Linked DNA regions of Mus musculus: regions 2, 3, 4, 5, 6 and 7 are each linked to region 1. A link is a contact called in public HiChIP or PLAC-seq, Micro-C and promoter capture Hi-C data. All regions are on one chromosome and are shown on one strand. Each heading gives the region's core, a stretch centred on a gene start, on an enhancer-like site or on the middle of the called end of the contact. The rest is flanking DNA. Distances are from core to core; before and after follow the strand shown. Region 1 holds the start of Scd1 (stearoyl-Coenzyme A desaturase 1). Region 2 overlaps Chuk (conserved helix-loop-helix ubiquitous kinase). Region 3 has its middle 32 kb from the start of Slf2. Region 4 holds the start of Erlin1 (ER lipid raft associated 1). Region 5 holds the start of Pax2 (paired box 2). Region 6 holds the start of 1700039E22Rik (RIKEN cDNA 1700039E22 gene). Region 7 holds the start of Dnmbp (dynamin binding protein).

Evidence for each region. Promoter capture Hi-C pulls out the DNA fragments that hold promoters and counts their contacts. Hi-C and Micro-C count contacts between places; a contact is called where the count stands out from the background. HiChIP or PLAC-seq counts read pairs in DNA pulled down with a chosen protein or histone mark.
Region 2: a contact with region 1 is called in an H3K27ac HiChIP or PLAC-seq map of extraembryonic endoderm stem cells. The contact joins the enhancer-like site here to the promoter of Scd1 in region 1. A contact is called at or near these places in 3 of 115 datasets of contacts at active chromatin or transcription factors (extraembryonic endoderm stem cells, stem cell-derived neural progenitor cells and trophoblast stem cells) and 3 of 9 other capture datasets (adipose tissue, embryonic stem cells and pancreatic islet).
Region 3: a contact with region 1 is called in a FOXA1 HiChIP or PLAC-seq map of pancreatic cancer cells. The contact joins the enhancer-like site here to the promoter of Scd1 in region 1. A contact is called at or near these places in 9 of 39 promoter capture datasets (the 3T3-L1 cell line, the HPC-7 cell line, HPC-7-derived erythroid cells and 3 more) and 3 of 115 datasets of contacts at active chromatin or transcription factors (embryonic stem cells, forebrain and pancreatic cancer cells).
Region 4: a Micro-C map of embryonic stem cells shows a contact between it and region 1, with 2.7 times the contacts expected there. The contact joins the promoter of Erlin1 here to the promoter of Scd1 in region 1. A contact is called at or near these places in 2 of 484 Hi-C or Micro-C datasets (embryonic stem cells and liver), 2 of 115 datasets of contacts at active chromatin or transcription factors (embryonic stem cells and pancreatic cancer cells) and 2 of 9 other capture datasets (embryonic stem cells and pancreatic islet).
Region 5: a contact with region 1 is called in a Micro-C map of embryonic stem cells, with 6 times the contacts expected there. The contact joins the promoter of Pax2 here to the promoter of Scd1 in region 1. A contact is called at or near these places in 2 of 39 promoter capture datasets (both in embryonic stem cells), 8 of 484 Hi-C or Micro-C datasets (all in embryonic stem cells) and 5 of 115 datasets of contacts at active chromatin or transcription factors (embryonic stem cells and pancreatic cancer cells).
Region 6: a contact with region 1 is called in an H3K4me3 HiChIP or PLAC-seq map of embryonic stem cells, with 17 read pairs. The contact joins the promoter of 1700039E22Rik here to the promoter of Scd1 in region 1. A contact is called at or near these places in 2 of 39 promoter capture datasets (both in embryonic stem cells), 2 of 484 Hi-C or Micro-C datasets (both in embryonic stem cells) and 2 of 115 datasets of contacts at active chromatin or transcription factors (embryonic stem cells and pancreatic cancer cells).
Region 7: a promoter capture Hi-C map of 3T3-L1-derived adipocytes shows a contact between it and region 1, with 4 times the contacts expected there. The contact joins the promoter of Dnmbp here to the promoter of Scd1 in region 1. A contact is called at or near these places in 9 of 39 promoter capture datasets (the 3T3-L1 cell line, 3T3-L1-derived adipocytes, cranial neural crest and 4 more) and 2 of 115 datasets of contacts at active chromatin or transcription factors (extraembryonic endoderm stem cells and pancreatic cancer cells).

What each region holds. Positions count from the first base shown.
Region 1 is chr19:44,406,396-44,409,465 of GRCm38.p6, reverse strand. Scd1 (stearoyl-Coenzyme A desaturase 1) reads left to right here and starts at 1,757. Exons shown (of 6, transcript NM_009127.4): 1 at 1,757-2,080; 2 at 2,706-2,979. The coding sequence starts at 2,057.
Region 2 is chr19:44,084,678-44,087,554 of GRCm38.p6, reverse strand. It overlaps Chuk (conserved helix-loop-helix ubiquitous kinase), which reads left to right. Exons shown (of 21, transcript NM_007700.2): 13 at 496-647. Among named protein-coding and RNA genes, the nearest start is that of Erlin1, 16 kb to the right of the region's middle. Within about 2 kb of position 1,379, at least 12 of the 459 cell types and tissues checked have an H3K27ac peak or open chromatin away from gene starts, as enhancers often do. A contact at or near this core is called in extraembryonic endoderm stem cells, where this site is marked.
Region 3 is chr19:44,897,465-44,900,688 of GRCm38.p6, reverse strand. No RefSeq gene overlaps it. Among named protein-coding and RNA genes, the nearest start is that of Slf2, 32 kb to the left of the region's middle. Within about 2 kb of position 1,783, at least 39 of the 459 cell types and tissues checked have an H3K27ac peak or open chromatin away from gene starts, as enhancers often do. A contact at or near this core is called in pancreatic cancer cells, where this site is marked.
Region 4 is chr19:44,068,308-44,071,206 of GRCm38.p6, reverse strand. Erlin1 (ER lipid raft associated 1) reads left to right here and starts at 1,422. Exons shown (of 12, transcript NM_001164360.1): 1 at 1,422-1,516; 2 at 1,812-1,935. The coding sequence starts at 1,823.
Region 5 is chr19:44,755,546-44,758,576 of GRCm38.p6, reverse strand. Pax2 (paired box 2) reads right to left here and starts at 1,671. Exons shown (of 10, transcript NM_001368747.1): 1 at 1,141-1,671. The coding sequence starts at 1,183. RefSeq lists promoters at 1,209-2,483, 1,209-3,031, 1,209-3,031.
Region 6 is chr19:44,834,681-44,837,867 of GRCm38.p6, reverse strand. 1700039E22Rik (RIKEN cDNA 1700039E22 gene) reads left to right here and starts at 1,930. Exons shown (of 3, transcript NR_045315.1): 1 at 1,930-2,377. Pax2 (paired box 2) reads right to left here. Exons shown (of 10, transcript NM_001368747.1): 9 at 2,391-2,477; 10 at 1-1,898. The coding sequence ends at 1,777.
Region 7 is chr19:43,938,523-43,941,773 of GRCm38.p6, reverse strand. It overlaps Dnmbp (dynamin binding protein), which reads left to right and starts at 1,576. Exons shown (of 16, transcript NM_028029.4): 1 at 1,576-1,657.

The DNA of each region.
Region 1 (3,070 bases), core at 508-3,007:
CAGTTTAGTCCAGGTAATATCCCCAGATCTAGGGGATAAGAGCAGAATGAGGGAATAGGGGAAATTCCCAGGAGAACCTGGCTGCTGCTATTGTCAAACAGGTCTATGTAACCCTGAATGATCTACAATTTGCTTTGTAAATTGGGCTTAGTGGCACAAACCTTTATGCCAGCACTTGAGAGGCAGAGACAGGCACACCTCTGAGTTTGAAGCCCAGCCTGGACTACAAAGCAAATTCCAACATAGTGAGAGCTACATAGAGAAACCGTATCTTAAATTTTTTTTTCAGAAGAAAGAAAGGAACTATGTAGAGTAGGCTGCAAAGCCATTGATATCAGACAGACAGACAGACAGGCAGGCAGGCAGGCAGGCAGAAGAAAAGCGAGAAGAGGAAAAAAAGAAAAGAACTCACTATGTAGACCAGGCTGCATTTGGCTTTTTGAGACAGAGTTTCTTTGTGTAGCCCTGGCTGTCCTGGAACTCACCTTGTAGACCAGGCTGGCCTTGAACTCAGAAATCCGCCTGCCTCTGCCTCCTGAGTGCTGGGATTAAAGGCATGCGCCACCATGCCAGGCCTGCCTTTACCTTTGAGCCACTCATCTGATACTCAATTCCTAGCTCCACCATACACTGGCTAAGCGTGACCACAGGTAACCTCAACTCTTTTAAATTTCACTTCCTTTTTAAAAAGACCGAGGAGCTGGACCCAGCTCAAAGGCAGACACAGATCTATGAAGCTTGAGGCCAGTTTGGTCTACACTGTGAGTTCCAGGACAGTCAGAGCTTCAGAGACCTTGTCTAAAAAGAAACCAATAACAGTAAGTACCAAGGAATACCTACTGCTCAGGGTCAGTGTGGGTTCAACAAAAAGGAAATTCTTGAGACTTCTTAGGGATCGCAAAGTGCCTGTTTGCTATTCGCACCGCACACTCAGGCCCTTTGATTCCTTAGTCCCTTTTCTTGGAATCTCAACGTGAGGATCTAAGGAGCTCTCAAACGTCCCGTCCCGTTTGAGGAGAAGCAGCTAGGATTGGGCTCTGGCTCCCAGCAGAGGCGGTCCCCGGCAGACGGAGCCCAATGAGTGAGTGCAGTTGTAACTCAGCGTGTGCTGTCAAGAACGCAGCAGCAACCGGATGCTGGCTGAAGGGATACACTATTGTTTTCCCGGGTCAGAGCCCTGGGCGCACCCTCATATCCCAGTCTCCCGGGGTTTCTCTTTGCTGGTGCCTGGAAGTGGGGGTAGATGTGAAGTTAGACCGAGTTGTGAGTGGCGGTAGCCAGTGTCTTCCTCACTTCTTTCGATGCGATTTCCCCAGTGAACCATTTGCTAAGCGCCAGACCAAAGTCCTAGGCTTGCACACAATTCCTACTTGGAATCACGTTATCCTGCTCTTAAAGAAAAGTCACCCATCAGCCCACAGCAAAGAGGATAAGGAGAAAAAGAGGGGAGGAGAGAGCGAGAAGCTAGAGGCAGAGGGAACAGCAGATTGCGCCTAGCCAATGGAAAAGGCAGGACAAGGTGGCACCAAATTCTCTTTGGCCAATGACAAGACGGGCTTCACAGGAGGCACATTAGCATTTATCCCCAGGCAGGGGGTTGGAGCAGCGCGCCCTGTTGATGCCTTCAGCATCCCGGCGCCTCCAAGGTCTACTCTGGAATCTACTTGGCTTTCTTTCCCGTTCTTGGTCCCGCCCTCTCTCTCTCCCTCCCTCCCTCCCTCCCTCCCTTCCTCCCTCCCTCCCTCCCTCCCTCCCTCACCTCCACGCCTGGCTTCCTTGGCTAGCTATCTCTGCGCTCTTTACCCTTTGCTGGCAGCCGATAAAAGGGGGCTGAGGAAATACTGAACACGGTCATCCCATCGCCTGCTCTACCCTTTAAAATCCCAGCCCAGGGAGATCTGTGCACAGCCAGACCGGGCTGAACACCCATCCCGAGAGTCAGGAGGGCAGGTTTCCAAGCGCAGTTCCGCCACTCGCCTACACCAACGGGCTCCGGAACCGAAGTCCACGCTCGATCTCAGCACTGGGAAAGTGAGGCGAGCAACTGACTATCATCATGCCGGCCCACATGCTCCAAGAGGTGAGCTTCCAGAAGCGGCCCTCGCTCCTTGCACTGGCCACGCAGCTAGGTGACTGGTCCCGGGAGGAGAAAGTTGAGAGTTCTCCGGACTACTGGGCTTTCTCGAATTCTGACGTGACCGGTTGGTTGAGAGGTGTAGATTGTAATTTGGGCAGATGAGTCCCAACTTTCGTGCCTTTAGCTTTAAAGCAGCGGTTCTCAATTTTCAAGATGCTGCGATCCTTTATTTACTACAGTTTTTCATGTTGTGGTGACCCCCTCCCCCCCAACCATAAAATGATTTCGTTGCTACTTCATAACTTTAATTTTGGTACTGTTTTGAATCGTAATGTAAATATCTGTTTTCCGATGGTCTTGGGCTGCCCCTCTGAAAGGGACATTTGACCCCCAAAGGGGCTGAGCGTGAGACACAGGTTAAGAACCGCTGCTTTAAAGAAAAGCCCGTCCTACCGATACTTGTATAACTTACACGGGGATCCCTTTGTGTGTTACTGAGGCTATAAATGTTTCATTCTTCTTTCCTATTTCTCTCTCTCTCTCTCTCTCACACACACAACACACAGAGAGAGACAGAGAGAGAGAGCCCCACAGATCGGCCTCCCCCGACTGAATTTTTTCTTTGCAGATCTCCAGTTCTTACACGACCACCACCACCATCACTGCACCTCCCTCCGGAAATGAACGAGAGAAGGTGAAGACGGTGCCCCTCCACCTGGAAGAAGACATCCGTCCTGAAATGAAAGAAGATATTCACGACCCCACCTATCAGGATGAGGAGGGACCCCCGCCCAAGCTGGAGTACGTCTGGAGGAACATCATTCTCATGGTCCTGCTGCACTTGGGAGGCCTGTACGGGATCATACTGGTTCCCTCCTGCAAGCTCTACACCTGCCTCTTCGGTGAGCAGCGCCCCTTGTCTTGGGCCAGTGCCTCAGATTTCTCTTTGCTCTCTAATAAGGTACCCTCTGACCCAAGGCAGTGGCTGCTCTG
Region 2 (2,877 bases), core at 130-2,629, 320 kb after region 1:
GCAAGGCAAGCACTCTACCCACTGAGCTGTCACCCTGATAATAATCCTAACCAGACTTAGATTTCTTTCTTTCTTTTTTTTTTTTTTTTTTGTTTGTTTTTTTTTTGTTTTTTCGAGACAGGGTTTTTCTGTGTATCCCTGGCTGTCCTGGAACTCACTCTGTAGACCAGGCTGGCCTCGAACTCAGAAATTTGCCTCCCTCTGCCTCCCAAGTGCTGGGATTAAAGGCGTGCACCACCATTCCCGGCCAGACTTAGATTTCGTATTAATAGTGTAAAATCACTCAGCTGTAATGACTTGGAAGTAGTAGTTGCTGAGTGATCTTAGTTAAAGAAGGTTGTTTAATCACAGACTCCACAGGCAGGAAATAGGCCAGCTAGTTCTCTGAATTGATAATAGAAATTTAGGTTCTGGAGTTTGGATACTGTGTGTTTGCAAATTGTTATTCAATGTTTCTGAATGTTGATAATTTTGTTTTGTTTTGCTATGGCTTAGGTTAAGTCTTCTTAGATATAATGCTAACTTGACAAAAATGAAGAATACTTTGATCTCAGCATCACAGCAACTCAAAGCTAAATTGGAGTTTTTTCGAAAAAGCATTCAGCTTGACTTGGAGAGATATAGTGAGCAGATGACTTATGGGATATGTAAGTGTCGGGCTGTAACGTATTTGTAAGGATGTCCAGTCTCTCAAAACCATCTGCTCTTTGTTGACACATAGCCAGTTATTTAACTTCACAACAGAACAACACACAGGATAACTTAAGTCATCAAACTGTTTTTGTTTTGAGGGTTAGCTCATTTCATTCCTTAATTGAGCAACTTATTTCATAATTGTAATAGAATGACTTAACTCTAGAGAAGATGAATAAGAGACTTAAGACTATGAAATTTAAGTCTTATTTTAGGAAGGCACACCGAGTCTGTACTGGGATGACTTCTTAGCAGACACTGTACTGCAATGTGTGCTTCCCCCAATCGGGTACTGAAACCAAGAGCCTTGAGATAATGGTAGGAACTCTGGGAAATGATTAAGTCACAAAGGGACCTTCATGGATGAATTGTTTCCTTTAACAAAAGACTGAGATTCCTGCGCCCTTCCTGCCAGGAGAGGACACAAAAGGCAGCCATCTAGGAGCCAAATCTTCTTACTTTCCAACACTCAGAAATGAATTTCCATGGATATTTGCCACCTAGAGTACATTTGCCTTTGTTTTCTAGTTTTGTTCTAGCAGTGTAGCAGCCCAAATGGACTAACACAGCCAGGGGAATCTTAAATTAATCTGGTTTTCTGTTTAAAATATACATACATACATACATACATACATACATACATACATACATACATACGATTTCCAAGGTCCTGGTTTTTTCTGACCATCTGCTGTGGGGTTCAGGCTGCTGTTTCCTCCACACAGTACAACCTTAGCTTCCCTCAGATGTGTTACGGATTTATAAAGAGTTAAAATTCAAATAAACTGAGTTTTCTGATTTCATGAAACATCTCTTTTTTAAGGAAGTAGGTTCTGTTTATATTTGTATTTGACAAAGTTATGGATATCTCAGAATGTCCAGTTAGTGTCCAGTTAGTGATCAGAAGTGTCTAGTTAGTGAATATGTTTATCTTCCAGTGCTATTTCTTTGTTTGCATATTATAGGCATTCTTGTGAATGACAAAACATAATTATTTCATTAAGCATCTTTGACTTGTCATAGGCATACTGTACGACTAGTGAAGTACTAGTTAACATAGTGAAATAGATCTAGTTGTGCTGACACTAACATATCAGTAGAATATTTGACAGTGACTCTCTTGTTACTTTTCTCTTGTAGTGAACAAGGAACTTATAAAAGAAAGCATTTAGTCGGGGGTTGTTTACACAGGGTGAGCCCTTGACCAGCATGGTGACTGGCAGGCAGGCAGGCATGGCTCCAGCTGTAAGCTGAGTGCTTACATCTGATCCACAGGCAGGAGGCAGAGAGAGCAGACTGGGCCTAGCATGGGTTTCTGAAACTCAAAGCCCACTTCCACTGACAAATTTTCCAACAAGGCCGAACCTCCTAATTATTTCTAAACAGTTTACCACCCGGGAACCAAATATTCAAGTATATGAGCCTGTGGGGGCCATTCTCAGGAAACCACCACAGTGATAATTCAATTGTGAGGAAAGCATGCATAGATTAGGTTGTCTTGTGAGAGAATAGAGACTGTATCTTGTAACAGTCACTTTAGTGAGAACACTTGAGTAAAGGGACAGGCCTTTCTTTTTATACTTTTTATGTATTTTACAGTACTGGGAATTGAACCTAGTCCCTTGTGTTGTTTTTGATACAAGATCTTTATTTATGTTGTTTTGGGTGGCCTGGAATTGACTACATAGACCAGGCTGGCCTTGATCTCCCAGAGACCTGTCTGCTTCTGCATCCCAATCTGGCATGAAAACACGTGCAGCCAAACTCAAAGCCTTGTGTACACTAGGCAACTCCTCTACTACCAAGCAACATTCCTAGCCAACAATTAGCTTTCTGAAACCTGTTTATGTATTACTTTAAGATAAGTTTTTTGGAGGGGAAAAATATATATTATTCTCCTGTAACTTCCATAACAGCTCTGTGGCTTAAAACAGTATAGATGTAAAAGCTCAGAATTTCATGGCTAAAATCTAAAAATCAAGGTGCTAGCTATGCCTTGATTCTGGAAATTTGCAAAAACAGATGATTTGCTAGCTCTCCGGACGACCAGCCATGCTGACTGTCCTTCCTTCGGCTTCCCGCTTGACTTGTCATCACCATTCTCCTTTGTGTTTCTGTGTACCCCGCCTCCCCAAGACTGTTCTCTTAAGGACTCTGGAAAAGAGTCACACTGTGGGAAGGCCT
Region 3 (3,224 bases), core at 534-3,033, 490 kb before region 1:
TGTCTCCTCCTGGCAGGTCTTTAGAGCTCGGGGAAACAGTGGAGCGGTACAAATCGCAGTGGCGTGGTAAAGCCCCCCTTACTCCTGATGGGCCTGCCTGACTCATATCCGTTTCCCTGGCAAAAAATAAGTTTTTGTTATTGCTGGCTTGGCAGAAGCACGGAAGAGTGCGCGAGGATCTACTGCCCCATGCATCACTGGCCAAATTGCCTGAGAAATCCCAGCTCCAGAACTTTTCATCGTTGGCTGTGATGTACTGAGCAGAACGGCAGCTCCATTTCCCCAGCGTGGCTCAGCGACGCTGGCACTTAGCAGATCCGCTCTGCTTGCAACTCCCAGCAAATATGGCCTTTCCTCTCCCTTCCCCTCCCCGTGGCCCTTTTTGCCCCTCACCCTTTATCTTTCCCATCCCCCTGTCTGCTCATCAACCCCCTCCCTGCTTCTACCCAACAGAGCCATAGCTGGAGAATCAGGAGGAGGCCCACAATGTCATTTCCCCATCACTCTGCAGACGATTCCACACTAATGTTCTTTTAATGCTGTGATGCTGCACTAATTAATAAGCATCCTGCACAGAGGCCTCGCTCAACTCTCCTCCCCTCTCCTCCTCTCCCCTCCCCGCCCTTCCCCAGCAGCCAAGGAGAAGGCCTCCTGCCTGACATCCTGGCAGGCTGGCAGCAGAGAAAGGATTTCACTCCTCTACCTGAGCTGCCTGATATTGCTATGAGAGATAACTGTATACGAACCAATAATCTAGCCTGACAATCCAATTTACTGACCAATAGCGCACAATCCACCATGTCATCGGCCGTGGGGAGGCCCATAAATTAGTTCCTAGTAATTTATTCTGATCAATAGAATGGGCAAAGTCACTTGTCTCTTTAATCAAAGGCCTCAGAGATGTCAGTGCGGGCTGCTGTGTGGGAGGGAGCCAGGGGGCCGTGGGTTCTTGGCACCACACCCCTCACCCCTAGCTCCCAGAGCCCGGCAGAAAGCCTCTAAATAGGGATGGTATGGGAGCTATCTGTGGTCCGGGCTGCCTATCTCAAGCAGAAACATGCTCTTCAAAGAAGCCAAGGGCAGGGGTGACCCAGATTGTGGTAAACAAGAGTTGTGCTGACTCAAAGGACATCATATCTCTTTGGAATGTTTAGAATCTTCCTCCCTATCACAGGAAGCCCCCAGTCCTTGTACTGGCTGTAAAGAGAAGATTCCCAGGCCGTGGGAATGTGCCTTTCCAAAGCCTGCTATGTAGATATTTTCCCACCAGGCCTTTGGAGGCTTAGCAGGACAGAAAACGAACTCTGAACTTCAGTCTTTCTCTGGGGCACTTTGCATCGAGAGAGGAAATCCACAGAACACAAGTTATCTGCCTTATCTGGCCCTAAGAGAGGTCGAGGTTCACACTCCAGCCCCAGGATGTCACACATTCTTGAGAGGGCTATTACCTGAGACATTCTTACTTGCCTGTTAGAGCAACAGCTTTCAGCGCCCACCCCCCCTCTTGGATAGCTCATGCTGTCATCAGCCAGGAGCCTCAAGCCCCCTCCCCCCCATTCTTTCATGTGAGGTCTAAAAATTTCACAAAGGCATGGGGGAGGGGGAGCACTCTTGTGAAATCTGATCAGTAGGGAGGCTGAGACAGGAGGATTGAGATTAAATATTAATTTATAAAGTAATTCTATATCATTTGATTAAGTTACTAAAGCCTCGTACTCTTCTGAAGTAGATACTGTTATTAGTCCCACTGAGTCAGAGTGTAAACAGCTTGCCCCAGGCCTCACAGCTAGGATCTGGTTGAGCAGGAACTGAAAGCCAAACCCTCTGGCTCTTATCCATCAGGCTAACGTGGAGGCAGAGGGAATTTCCCTCACCCCATCTCTGCAGGGTCAATATTTTAGTCTAGGAAGCAAACTGACAATAAACACCCACGGAAGAGATGCAAATGTATTCCAGGCACAAGAACAAGAGGCAAAGAGAATCTAAGGTTAAAAGAGGGGGCCAGATTGGGTTGGGGAGACTGATGGTTTCAAATATGCAGAACCCACAGGAAAAAAGCCACCCATAGCACCGATGCAACCCCAGCACCCCAGGTATGTGTATGGGGAAGAAACAGGAAGATTGCGGAGGTGTGCTTGTGTGAGCGATTGCCTGCGAGGATGACCATGCACCATGTTCCTGCCTGCGGAGAGCAGCTGAAGACTCTGAAGCAGGTGAAGACATCCAACCCAGAGGCATCAGAGCCCCTGAAATTGAACTACATTTGTGGGTGCTGCAAATTGAACCCTGCAAAAGTAGAAAGCACTCTCCTCTCCTGAGGTAGCTCTCCAGGCCCTCACTGGGGCTTTCTGGCCCCCAGCCCAGCAGTTAGTCTCAGTGAGAGAGAGAGATCCTGTCTCAGGGAGTAAGTTAGAGAGTGATAGAATAGGAGGCCTGTCATTGTCCTCTGTCCCCAGCCCCCTTCACAGGCCCACACACACTGAGTTCCAGGGGACAGAATGGTTTGATGCACACATACTAGTTATTTCTGCCATGGGGCCAGGGTTGGCCTGGGACTTCCTAGGTAGTTTAAGGCATACCTTGAACTCCTGACACTCCTGCCTCTGCCTCCTATATGATAGTATTACAGACATGTGCCACCATGCCCAGCTTACATTTACATAAAATATAATTAGCAAATGAATCCGTAATATGCTTAGAAGAATACTGACACAGAGTAAAGGTTATTTGAAGTGTTTTTGGTATAAACACATTCACAGCGATCAAGGGACAACATTACTGGGACTCTCTGAAGATACAGCAAGTCCTTGAGATGCTCTGCCTCCCCTTCACTCCTTGTCCTCCAAATAGATAAAGAATGGTCAGCCTCTGCTATCTCCCTGGAGTAGAAGAGAAAGTTCAAATGCTTCTCCCAACGTGTATTCCCTCTTCCAGGCCCTGGGGGAGCGCCAGTGCATTGGCCTTGGGGAAAGAGACCAATCTTGCTCTAGAGAGAACAAGCTTGTCCTCCTTGGTGGGAGGGAAGGTCAGCCTGGGGGCTGTGGTGGCTGCAGCGACTTGGCGAAGGACACCATACTCTTTGACATAAGCGGGATGTAGAAGATAGCAGAGTTTTGTAAAGAACCAGGAGTCAAAGGCTGGTTACCTTGGGTCCCCCTTCTAGCTCTGCCACTGACTATGGGACCTTGGCCAAGTCACTTCAGGTCTGACCTTGGTTCTGTATT
Region 4 (2,899 bases), core at 173-2,672, 340 kb after region 1:
CCATACATTCCGTGGTAATAAAAATCAAATGCACGATACAGGTTAGTGCATGTATTGAAGGGGTGTGGCTAGATTTGCTCTTACAAAGGCCTGAATTGATTCTCTTGCCTGTCATTCTCTTTGTTACTAGCATCATACATAACCTTGTATTTGCTGTTGTATATCCGTTTCCCAGTTTCCTGTCTGTCTTCACTCTCAGCCAGTTACAGATACAATGCCCCAAAAGCACTGCTTTCTGGTATTTTCCTGCACAGGAGTTTGGTAATCCTTCCAACCTTGTTAACCTTTTCTAGTTGTCTCTGCCCTTAGTGAAATAGAATGCCCTTATTTCCCATGTGTCCCTATATCTCTAAACTCTACCCTTTCCTTTTAGTTTTTGTTTTGTAATACATGCACATGGTGTGGGTTTATTCCCTAAACCTTTTATGATTATTAATTATTGTGTGTGTTGGTGTGTGGTGTGGGGCATGGACCTTTATGTGTGGAGATCAGAGGACAACTTGTGGAGTCAGTTCTCTGCTTTTCACTTCTGTGTGAGGTCTAGGGTGAAAATGAAGTCCTCAGGAGTTCACAAACTCCTCTACCCACTGAGCTATCTCACCAGGTCCACGTGGTATAGAATGTTAAAATACAGTGAAAAAAAAAAAAGGTCGATTCCCAGCACCGATGTGGCAGTTCACAACAGCCTTTAACTCTGGTTCCACGGGATTCAATGCCCTCTTGTGACTGCTGAGGGCACCAGGCACACAGATAGTGACTGACATGCATGCAGGCCTAACAGCCATAAATGAAGTCACTGTCTTCTTGTCATACATTTTCTCTATCAGCAGAAAAATGGATCCTAGACTTTGTAAATCTGGTTCTAGCCTATCTTGCCATACAACTCCTTTCAACCTTATCGCCGTCATGAAAACTCAAGCGTTCACTACTCATTTTGGCCTACAAGACAATCCCGACCTCCACATTCAACATACATATATCATTCTGATCCTGTTTCTGGGTGGCTTTCAGAAAGCACTCTGGTGTAGCATTCTGGCACAAAATAAATATTCAGGCCAAGTCTGAATGGTTAATTCTGGTTGAATAGCTTCCTCTTCTGAACTCGAACCCCTGATTCCTTGAGACTGGTCTGGTAGTTTCCCTAGTGCAGGGTGTGTACCTGGAGAATGTGCTTGCCAGTTGGACTAGGGACGAACCACAAAAGGATGCAGGAACAACTCCTACACTGAGGGGCTGGTCCTGTGCACTAGCATGCCTCAACCAGCGTCTGTCCGAGTGACCCACCCCAGGAGACTTGGTCCTCGTCTGGGCACTTAGAATCACTACACTGTGCGCGCACCCGGGGCCAATTTTGTCCCGCCCGCGCACCGTCTCGCGAGTCGCGGGCGGGGGCTGCGTCGCCTGCGTCCCCGCGCAGCCGCAGTACCGGGCAGGTGGGCGGGGCCGGCTGTTGGCAGCAGTTGGCGGGGCCGGGTGGCGGCTGCACGTGCGGGCGGGGGCGATGCGTCACTGACCGGTGAGGCGAGGCTCGGGGGTCGCGGTCCTCCGAGTGCCTGCGATCAAGGCCGCCCTCAGTCGGGACCTAACGCTTGGGGAGTCGGGGAAGAGGTGTCACGACGTACGCCGAGCCGGGGGCACCCGCGCAGGGGGTTGGCGAGGGGAGCGCTTAGCTGAGAGAGAGAGAGAGAGAGCCCGGGGCCGGAGCGCGGGGCTTCCCGCCTCAGCCGCCCGCGACCGTACGCGGGCTCTTCCCTGGGTGGGGACTGGCCTGTCACTCAACGGACTGAGGTTCCTCTTCTCCCCATGCTCAGGAGGAACAAGGATGAATATGACTCAAGCCCGGCTTCTGGTGGCTGCAGTGGTGGGGTTGGTGGCGATCCTCCTGTACGCCTCCATCCACAAGATCGAAGAGGGACACTTGGCCGTGTACTACAGGTGAGCGCCGCCCTGTGCAGCCCGCGATGGTTCTAGAAGCACAGTGGAAGGGTCCAATGGGTCACAGCGAAGTCTGGGAAGTTGCTCTTTTCCGCGGCGTCAGGGGAGCTGCTTCCAGCCCTGCCTGGGAAGTGGTTTCATCCCAGCTGCCGGGAGTTAACCTTTGGCGGGGCACTTTTCCGTTGTCGGGGCAGTTTAGTGCCAAGTTCGTTCTGTACAGAATTGAAGACACCTTAGGGGGCACGGAAGTAGTCACTGCAACCGAGATGACTTCTCATAGTCCGCACAACTGCACAGGTGTTTAGTTTGCCGCTGTGGATTTTTTCCGGATCTCTGTCTTACATAAAGACAGTTCTCCCCAACACTAAGTTGGGTTTTTTCTTCTTCATTAAAAAATCTCCCATTGTCTGGTTATGTCCCCCAAAGTCTTCATGACCAGAGCAATGTCATATATCCCTAAAGGCCAAGAGACAAAAACCACATTTGCAGGCCACTTTTCTCACTTTTTTTTTTTCAAGTCAAGGTGAAAAAGAGTGTGGACTCAGTTGCCATCCACCTGATTTGGCATAAATCAAGTCTAACTTCCCACCAGGTCCTCGTGGTATAAGCTGGGAAGAGAAGCCAGTTTGTGGACAACTTGGGATAGTGGTTTATTCTGAAACAAGCAGATTTTTGAATATTTCCATCATGCCCCCTAAACTGGTATTTCTACTTTTAGATCAGTCCAGAATCCTAGAAAATACATACTTTTGGTGGTATGTCTTAACAGATGGAGTTCTAGCATAAGAAATACCAGCCTGGACCACATTTCCATCCAGTTTATCACTGTCCTTCTGACAGGAAAACCACGAAGAGAACATACGGAGATACCACTCCAAAAAAAATGACTAATGAACCTGCAAAGGTTCATCTTTTGAGTTATGACTTAGGACAAGGATGAATGTTGTGGGAACTTACTATTCGT
Region 5 (3,031 bases), core at 422-2,921, 350 kb before region 1:
AGCAAGGGGAGATACCTGACAAATAGTTTTCGGAGCTAAAGAGCCGTTATGAATTAGATGCATTCAAATATCATTATGATATTTCCTCTATTCCTATTTTCTTATTTCTCTTCCCCAACATCCTTTTAATTTTCTTTCCTTGATTTTCCCCCCTCTTGGTTTGATTTCTCCTTCCTTTCTCCTCAGCCTTGGCATTTGTCTTTCTTTTGTTCTTTCCCTCTGATTATATCCATTCTTGCTGACCCCCTGGCCAGGGCGCTGGCTGAATGGTCCTCAACAGTGAGTGGAGACAGGCAAGGAAGTCTCTCGAGTGTACAGCATCCAGGTGCTGGCCTGGATGGCTCTACCTCTCTCCCTGACTTTGATTTCTTCTCAAAATCCTTCATTGTTTTTTTTTTAGAATGATCACTTCCCTAGGCAAAGTTAAAAAAAAAAAAAAAAGTGACCGGCCACTCTCCTGTTCCTAGCTAAAAGGGAAGGGAAGGGGGGGGGGAAGAGGTGAGGGTGGGAGAAAGGGTGGGACGTAGCAAAGCAGCCCCCCAGGAAGCCTTAACTAAGCCGAAGGGAACAAGAGGCGCCGAGAGCTTAGGCTCAGAAGGGGGTCACACCCCCAGGATCTTAGGCATAATTGTCCTGACACCAAGGCTGCCCAAACTAGGAGCCTCCTCACGATTACCCACAACTCTAAGTTTGAGGAAGGTAAAGATGAGGGAGGAGAGAGAGAGAGAGAGAGAGAGAGAGAGAGAGAGAGAGAGAGAGAGAGAGAGAGAGAGAGAGAACAGCCTGAAAACTACTGCCAATTAGTCCTTTAGTCCAGGGCAAAGACTGACTAGGGGGTGGGTGGCTGGAACCTGGGCCCAGGGTTATGGATCCCGAGAGGTAAGGAGGAGCAGGTGGAAGGAGCCGAGGGAGGTGAGACACTAGTGAAGGTAGAAAGGCAGGCAGAACCGTGAGTATGGCGTGGCAAAAAGCAGAACGGTGGCTGAAGGCGTGAGAAACACTAGGTAAGAGAAAGGACGAAAGGAGGGAGCAGGGAAAGGCCAGTGTGGCCTCTAGGGTGAGACCTGAGCGCAGGGGGCCGGACCGCGCTGGGGCTACATGGGGTTGGAACCGAGACAGGAGCCGGGCGCCGGTACTCACGGTGCATCGCGGAGAAGGGGTCTGCTTTGCAGTGCATATCCATCGGGAGGCAGAGGAGCGGGAGCAACGCGGCCGCCGCCGCCGTGTCGCCTCTCAAACTCAACTTCAGGACTTGAGGAGAAAAGGAAGGGACGGTGGGGGAGGGAGAGTGAGCGGGCGCCCGACTGCTGGGGGGCAAGCGAGGGCGGGGGACGCCGCGCCGCGCTCCACGCCGGGACTCCTCCGGGCCCGCTGGGGTTTGCGACCGCAGAGGCTGCAACTTGCCACCGTTGGGGCACGCGGCTGGGCAGTCAGCAACGCAGCCCCGGGGCGACTGGCTGGACCAAGGGGCACTTGGGGCGCATGGCTCGCGCGCCAGCTGCGGCCAGAGCTGAGGCCGGGTAGGGAAGACGGCTCACTCAGCTCCCCTGGAACCCGGTTGTCCGAGAGGCTCTGAACCAAGAGAGCTCAGGGCGGGGGCGGCCCGAGGGCGCCAGGAGGGGAGCCGGGCCGCTCCAAGTGCCGGCGAGTTGGCGAAGTTGGCAGAGAAGTAGCAATCCCCGGGATGTCCAAGCGGGCGCCCGCGGGAGGGGAGCGTGCGAGCCGGCCCCCGCCCCCGGAAAAGGCAGGCGCACGCCGCGGCGACCGAAGGGCCAGGAGGGAGGGAGGCAGCCTAGGAGCCGAGCGGCGCCCGCAGCGCTGGGCTGGCCCCAGGTGGGTTGCGGCTGCAAGAAGACTCGGCCGGAGACTGGAGCCTGGGCTCCCGGTGTGTGTCTCTCTAAAAGCTGCAAAGCCCCCTCCAGACCCCCTCCTCCTCCCCGCGCCGGGAGATGGATGACTTGTCAGACAAAGGCAATAGATTCCACCACTCTGTGATTCGCCAGCGCCGGAGCCCCGAGCTTCGGCAAGGAGGGCCCCGCGCCTGTCACTCCGGTGCTGGCGAGGGGAGGGCCCGGGAGGGGGGGGAAACGGGAGGGAGCAGCGGGTGAAGGAAGAGGGAGGGTGAGGAGCGGGCCAGGGGGAGGAGGAATGGGAGCCCCGGATTAAAACTACACTGAGAAACGAAACTCGCCGAGAAGATAAACGTTAGATAAGGATAAAGAGCGGCCAGCCTAATGAATATTCAGGCAACCACAGAGGGCCTCCGAGCGCGCGGCACTCCGAAGCCAGGCTCTCAGTCCTAACTCGCCCAGCCCTGCCATCCACCGGCCAATGCCCGCAAATCCCAGACGCCCGCGAGTCCGCAGCCCCTGTCCTAACTCGGCTACCCTTGCGCTGAGTTCCTTTCCGTTTCTCCCTGTGTCTTCCTTCCTCTCTCCCTTTCCCTCTGGTCCTTCCCTTTCGCCTTTTCCTCCTGTGGTACCTTCCCATCCACGCACGCATGATTCTCATTCCGGGGCAAAGTGCCCAGCAGTTTGTCCCCTCCCGTCCCACACGCGGTGGCGCGCACCCCCTCCCCGGAGTCTGGGCAGTCCAGACGCCTGGTTTGGAATCAAGCTAGAGGCCTCTGGCTAGAACCCACCTGCCTTGGTGGGACCCAACGGATGGTAGGAGAGCCAGGGAACTTGGCACCTGGACCCTCGGGTAGCTAGGGAAGGGACTGTGCCGGGAGACGGTGCGCAGCGGCTTGTCCGCGGCAGTGACAGAGGATGCAGAAGCCCAAGGCGGGACCAAGGCGTTCTCTTTCCCCGGCTGGGGAGAAGAGGAGGCTATGAACGCGACTGAGCGCCGCCCGCCGCCAGCTCTGCAGATCCCGAGCGAGCGCAGCTGGCGCAGCACGCCGGCCTGGCCCGGCTCCTACCAGAGCCGCTGGCCCAGTCTCTGCAGCCTGGCCCGCACTCGCTCCCTTGTTCGCTGGGGTCTTCTCGCACGCACTAAGCGAGAGAAGCCCTTTGTCTCCTAACTGGTTAAG
Region 6 (3,187 bases), core at 681-3,180, 430 kb before region 1:
CGGATTTGTTCAAGGATTTTTATTTATTTATTTATTTACTTATTTTTTTTTCACTTTTATTTACTTTGTTTCTGTTATTTCGGGTCGTCACGATCCACGGTTGAGGAGACATGCAGGGAGCATCGCCGCTACCGAGAGAGCAACTACAGGGTGGGGTGGGGCAGGGTGGCCTGGTCGGGCACGTGGGGCATGGCCACAAGGGGCCAAGCCCCGAGGTTGGTTCTGCCATCTTAGATGTAGCCTTGGAGGCCTGGGGCAGAACGGACCGAGACAGAGACAAGTGAAGAAGAGAAAGAGACACAGAGGGGTCGAGAGTAGCAGAGAAAAGGGAGATGAAGTGGGAGAGATGCAGGGCGATGAACACGGAATTACAGAGAAACAGTCAACAAAACAGGCGAGAGGTGTCCACGGGACCATGTTCGTCATTTTGCATAGAGATTTCTTTCATAATTTTTTTTTGTAACGTAAAAAAATGCCCCCCTCCCCCAGGACGTGCTGTGCTTTAGTGGGCATGTAGCTGTGTCCCCCCTCCCTCCCCCCAGCGAGCGGCGACTCTCACAGCACGGACAGAAGGGTGTATCTACAGGCAGGGGGGCGGGGGGGGGGCGGGAGGACAGGGACTCTATGGTACCCGGAGGGGCGGGGCAGAGAGGGAGGGGCTATGTACAGAGAGAGGTTCGCCTCGACAGCACACACCGTCTTTCTATAAAGCAGCCTGTTGGGTTTTTGTTTGTTCATTTTTGCAAAGACCATCATCATATTAAATAAGTGTAGACTTTTTTTTTTTTTTGAGGCTCTGTTCAGCTCCTGCCCAAGGGAAGGCTGGGGAGGGGGTGCTTGGGGGGAATGGGGCGGGGAGACCCGGATTTTCATCTGGGGCGGCTCGGTCGTCAGTTCCTTCCAGGCTTTTTGCGCCCGCAGGTTGGGAGTTTGGGATGGGAGGGTGGGGGTGGGCAGCGCATTACTGATGGGAAAAGATCAATGCTCGCAGCCGCAGCCTGAGGACACGGTTCCCGCGGTGGCCCCGACGTGGCTGCGTGCTTGGGACCAAACACAAGGTGTCGTGGGATGAGCCGAGGAAGCACAGGAGGGAAAAGTGAGAGGCCAGCAGGTGGAAGAGGCGCTGACGTAAGGGCAAGGCGGGGCCGAGAGGAGAGTCACTGCAGAAGGAGATCGCAGGCCCAAGGGAACTAGGCAGTTCAGGTGGATGAGCTCAGTTGGCGTCTGCTCGCCTTGGGTACCAGCCTTGGAAAACGCTGTCGCCCCAAACGCTGTCCCTCGAGTCCGACCCTTGCGTCCCAGTGCCACCGTCTGGGGCGGGGCGCAGACAGAAGGCGGGGTCAGCTTGGCAGGCACAGGGGGGATGGGGCAGGATTTCCCCCCTAGGGTCTCCCCGGCGGCTCCTCCTTCAGCACAAAGTCCTTTCCTTAGCTTCCCTTGCTCAGCTTCTCCAGCGAAGCCTCCCGACTCCCGGGCGTCCGAAGTGGGCTGCCCCTGGGTGGGCCACGCTGATTGTGTGTCACAGAAACGGCGCGCGGGCCAGAGGCGGGCGGGCTTCCGGACGGCGCCGCGGTCCAGGCAGGCGGGGAGGGGCGACGGGCGGGGCTGGGGCCTGAGGGTCCCACCCGCGGCTCCACCTGTCCTGTCTGGCCATCGACAGGGTGATGAGAAGGGCTGCGGGGCTTGGGGGAGGATGTCTCGAGGTGGGGGTGGGACAGGGACGGTGGCCGAGAGGCAGCGCGTCGCTTCGGTCCTCCCTCCCTCTGGGGTGGGCGGTCAGACGGGGACGATGTGGAGGCCGAAGCTGTCTGCCTGAAGCTTGATGTGGTCCCCGCGGTAACTAGTGGCGGTCATAGGCAGCGGCAGCAGCGGCAGGGGCGGAGCCCCGGGGGGCGGCACTATAATAATAAGGGGAACCTGGAAGTTAACACAGGAGAAGAATGGGCTGGGTGAGAGGACAAACAGGAGAACAAAAAAGGAAAGAAAAGCAAAGAAAAGCCCTCCCCGGGTCCAGCGGGATCAGGCCTGGAGGACTGTGGCTCGGCCCCGAGGCCAGATGCCCAGGAGTAGTGCTGCATCCACAGGGCGGGAGAGGGACAGGACAGGTGACACCCGGCTGCGGATCCCCCAAGGGGTCCGACGGCCACTGTTGGCTAAGAGCCCTCCAGTGATCAAGAGGTAGGGGAGGGAAGAGGCTGGAGGCGCAGGCGTCCTGGTGGTATCCCCAGGACCCGGCGCTGCTCTAATGGGCCTGTCTCCCTGGCCCATCCGGGTACCCAGAATTGGGGTGGTCCTGAGTGGGATCCGTATCCCGAAGCAGCCTGCGCGCCCGAGCTGGCGAGCGGGTAGGCGACCTTGGGAGCCGCCGGCCTGCCAGGTGGCGTACTCACTTAGTAAGGCGGGGTTGCTGAATCTCCAAGCCTCATTGTAGGCGGTGTACTGGGGATGGCTGTATGGGTTGCCTGAGAACTCGCTCCCTGTGGGAGGGCGGGGAACTGGAATTAGAGGCGTTCAACGTGTCCAGTTGGCCTCTTCTGTCCTGTCCTCACTAGTCCCAGTCTTGGGTGTTTCAAGCAGGGATAGGGCCCCTGGGAGCAGGCCAGAGGCCAGGTAATCCACACACTCCGAGCTCTGCATGGGGACAGCCACCATAGACAAGTAGCAGCCAGATCCCTGCACACCTAGGCATGGAGGGAATCTGTGGGCGGGTTTGTGCCTGGGCTCTCCTGCAAGAGATCGCTGCCCAGGAAGGGTTTGGTCTTGGTCTGGCTGCTCCCACTTAAGTAAATTGGGAGCTGAGAGCTTTTACAGTGGACACTGGCTTTAGGGATTCTACAGCATGAGAGAGGGGGAAGGTGGAGCAGGAAGGCCCCTGGGACACTTTGTCCCAGAAAGCCCTAAGAATGGCATCTCAGAGCTGTGCCAAAGCTAGGCAGGTGGTAGTGGTGGTGCCCTCCTGGGAAATAACCCCTCCCACTTTTCCCTCCTGAGGTTCAGTACAAGGGCCACGTAACTGGGGAAGTGAACTGCGGGAATCCACTGGACTGCTCGCAGGCTCAGGAGCAGTGAGCAGTGGAGGGCACAGTGGGTTGGGAGCCTTCGGGAGCTACCTCCCTCCCTCCAGGAGGAGAAAGGCCAGGCCTATGGGTTTCCCCCCTGGCCCTTTCTCCTGTGTGATGACCCCAGA
Region 7 (3,251 bases), core at 327-2,826, 470 kb after region 1:
AATTGTGGTTAGTTAATAATAACAAGCATTAGCGCCAGGGTGTGGCAGTGCTCACCTTTCCCCCAGCACCTGGAGGTGGAGGCAGAGGCAAATGGATCGCTGGGGGTTTGAGACCAGCCTGGTCTACACAGCAAGGTTTAGGACAGTCAAAGCCACATAAGAGAGAGGAGACTCTGTCTCAAAAGAGAAAGTAAGTAAGAAAGAAAGATAATAATACCATTATCTAGGTAGTAGATTGTCATTTTACTTGAAAGGGGGAGAAAAGCTTACTGTTTGACAGGCCGCTGAAGCATTTGATCAATTTCTTTCAAAAACAAAAATCTGGAATATTTATGTTTTACCACAAAAATGCCTTCCTTCAGTGTTCAGACAGCAAAGGAGGAGAATAATGTATGTGAGCAGCAGTTTCACCCCTAGGTACAGCCTCCAAAGAACTGGAAGCAATGGGTCCAGCAGATACGTGTACGATTTGGGTCCTAGCCTTAGCCACAGTAGCCAAAGGGGAAACTCCGCCGAATGCCCAGTGAAGGACAAACGCCTAAACACAACGCAGTATATTTAGCAGTAAAAAGGAAGGAAATTCCGACACATAGAACAGCACAGATGAAACTTAGGGCATTATTCTAACCAAAATAAGGCAGGCACCAAAAGGCCAAGTATTGTAGATTGCATGTATGAGGGTCTTCAGAGTAGACGAATTCTTAAGGACACGAGAGACTAGGAATCGCTGGGAGTGGAGTCCCTGTACGATAAGAGCAGTTTCAGTTTGGGAAGTTGGGGTCCCGGTGCCGGACAAGATGATGGATGCGTAGCAATGTGAATTTACCTACTCTGATGGACTGCACGCACACTTGACAATGGTTCAAACGATACACTTTATGCTATGTCTAGTTTACTACGATTTTTGAAGAGTCAAGAAACAATCTAGCTGATGAGATTTTAAAATAAAGCCTTATCTCTGCTGTGTGTGCATAGTGATATATGATTCCTGCATTCCTCAAATCTGCTAGGTCGGTCCCCGCGCTTGCACCAGCTCCTCCACGCACTTGCGATCTTTAACAGTCAGAAGTCTTCCGGGACTTTTCAGAAACCGGGACGTTTGGTTCTAGTATTCTGTGATTCCTTGCTTTTAAATTCTCAAAATTGTCCTGTGAGACTTTGCTCGGGAGAAAAGAAAAAAAAATCGATGAGGAGTGGGCAGTAACCTGATGGTGTTCCCCTGTAATCCAGCACTTGGAGGAGTGAAGGACGATGGAAGGTTCAAGGCTAGCCTCCGCCTCGGAGTAAGAGAATTCGCGCAGCGGAGAATTTGAGTTCTCTAGGTTGGCGGTAGCGCGAGTGCGTGGGGATCTGGATCCTAGCCTGAGCGAGGTGTGTCGCTAAACGCCCCCACGCAGTCCGTGCCTCAGTTTCCCTGAAAGGCCCTGGGAGCCCGAGCCCTGACGTGGCGGAGCGACGGGCTAGGCGGCCGCCAGGGGGCGCGAGCGCGGGAAACGGAGCCGGGGGCCACCGGACGGAAGCGGCGCTAAGGGAGGCGGGGCGGCGCGGAGTCACCCGGATCGGCCCGCCCGCCCGCCGCCGCTGAGGGGAGGTGACCGCGGCCCGGCCGGGCCACCAGTGGCTGTGCGCGGAGGGAACGCCGAGCGGCAGAGAGCAGGTCGGTGCGGGGCCGGGCGTCCGTGGGGTGGCGGGGTGGTGGGGTAGCGGGGACGGTCGCCTGCGGGGCGCGCGGGGCTTGCGGCGCAGCTCTCGGTCGCGCTGAGCTGCGCTCCGCGAGACGCGAGGCCCTCGCTGTCTTCACTCACGGCCGAGGGGGTGCAGGGGGGGGGGGGCAGCAGCCCTAGGGACCGTCCCGGGGCGCGGACCGGGGGGCGAGGTGTCCAGCCGGGGCGCTGTCACTGCGCCGCCCTGCCTCTTGGCTTTGAGTTGAAGAACTGAGCCCCAGTCCTGCTCCTGGTCACTGCTGCAGCTGGTGGGCATGAGAGGCCGGGATTTCGTGACAGCCAGGCAGCGATGGTTTCCCAAATAACCCGGGACTATTTATATTTAGCTGGAGATGCAGTTTTGGCTTACTGGAGTTTTTAGGTACCCAGGACGATTGCATGCTTGTGTCAGAGGAGGATGGTTGTCACTCGAATAAAGGGGTGTTGGGGTGACCGGACAGGACAGCATGTGGTGTGTATTAAGAGCTGCGAAGGGTGTTTTTAGGGCACAGGGTCGTGTTGAAAAACCAACTTGAAAAGCAAGGTCGCATGTGGGATTATGGCTGGCAAATTCTGTAACCTGTCTGACAGTGTTTCTTTTATAGTCTTGGGAGCACCTTGTGGAACTTCCTAATTAATAATGGTGACAAGCTAGTGATGACACCGATTCTCTGGTAGGAGCATAGTTTGGACTCCACTGTGCTTAGTCGAGTTACATGCCGCTGATAGAGCTGACTAATCAACAGGCGATTTTTGCAGCAAGCAGACCTGATTTCTCAGTTAGGGCTGCATTTATAAAACAGTCGTAGGAAAAGCATAGTCGAGGTGTAGTGTTCAAGTTAGTGTATCCATCGGGCCTCATTCCCCCTAAACTACTGAATCTCGTGATCTCTCAGGCCCTTCCACCGCTAAAGTCTTTCATTTGTATTTGAAGCCGATCCCTCCTGGTGACAACAAAGTCCTAGGAAAACAAAGTTAATTTTACAAATTATGTAGCAGATGTTCAACTTCACTGTCGCTCCCCGCTCCCCCACTCACATAATATTGGGTTGAAATGAGTGAAACCTGTTGTGTGTGTGTGTGTGTCATTCATGTTTCTGTGTTAATGTCACCCAATGGCTTGTCTAGACAGAGATCTTGGTGTGTAGTGGGGAAGTGCTAAGTCTGGCATGGGAGTGACTTGCATGTTGTCACAGGTAGTTTTTCCAACAAGCCAAGAACATTTTGACTCAAACTGTGCTAACTTTTAAGCTAACTTTTATCACATTGTGTATGGTTTGGGCTGGCGCGTGATAGTAATCTTTATAGATGCTGTTCAAATATGTATGAACTATTTGTCCTTTAACCCACAAAGTAGGGCCTCCTAACCTCTTCACCCCCTCTTTTCTGGCACCGAGCTCCGAGCATCCCCTTAGCCTGTGAGACCCTCTTCACATTCCTCCTTCACCCACGTGGCAGGGCGGGGCCTTGCCCCACTGAGCTTGCTGTACCACAGGATGCTCTACCCCTGCCGAAGGGTCAGGGTCGAGCAGACTCTGTTCTGAATGT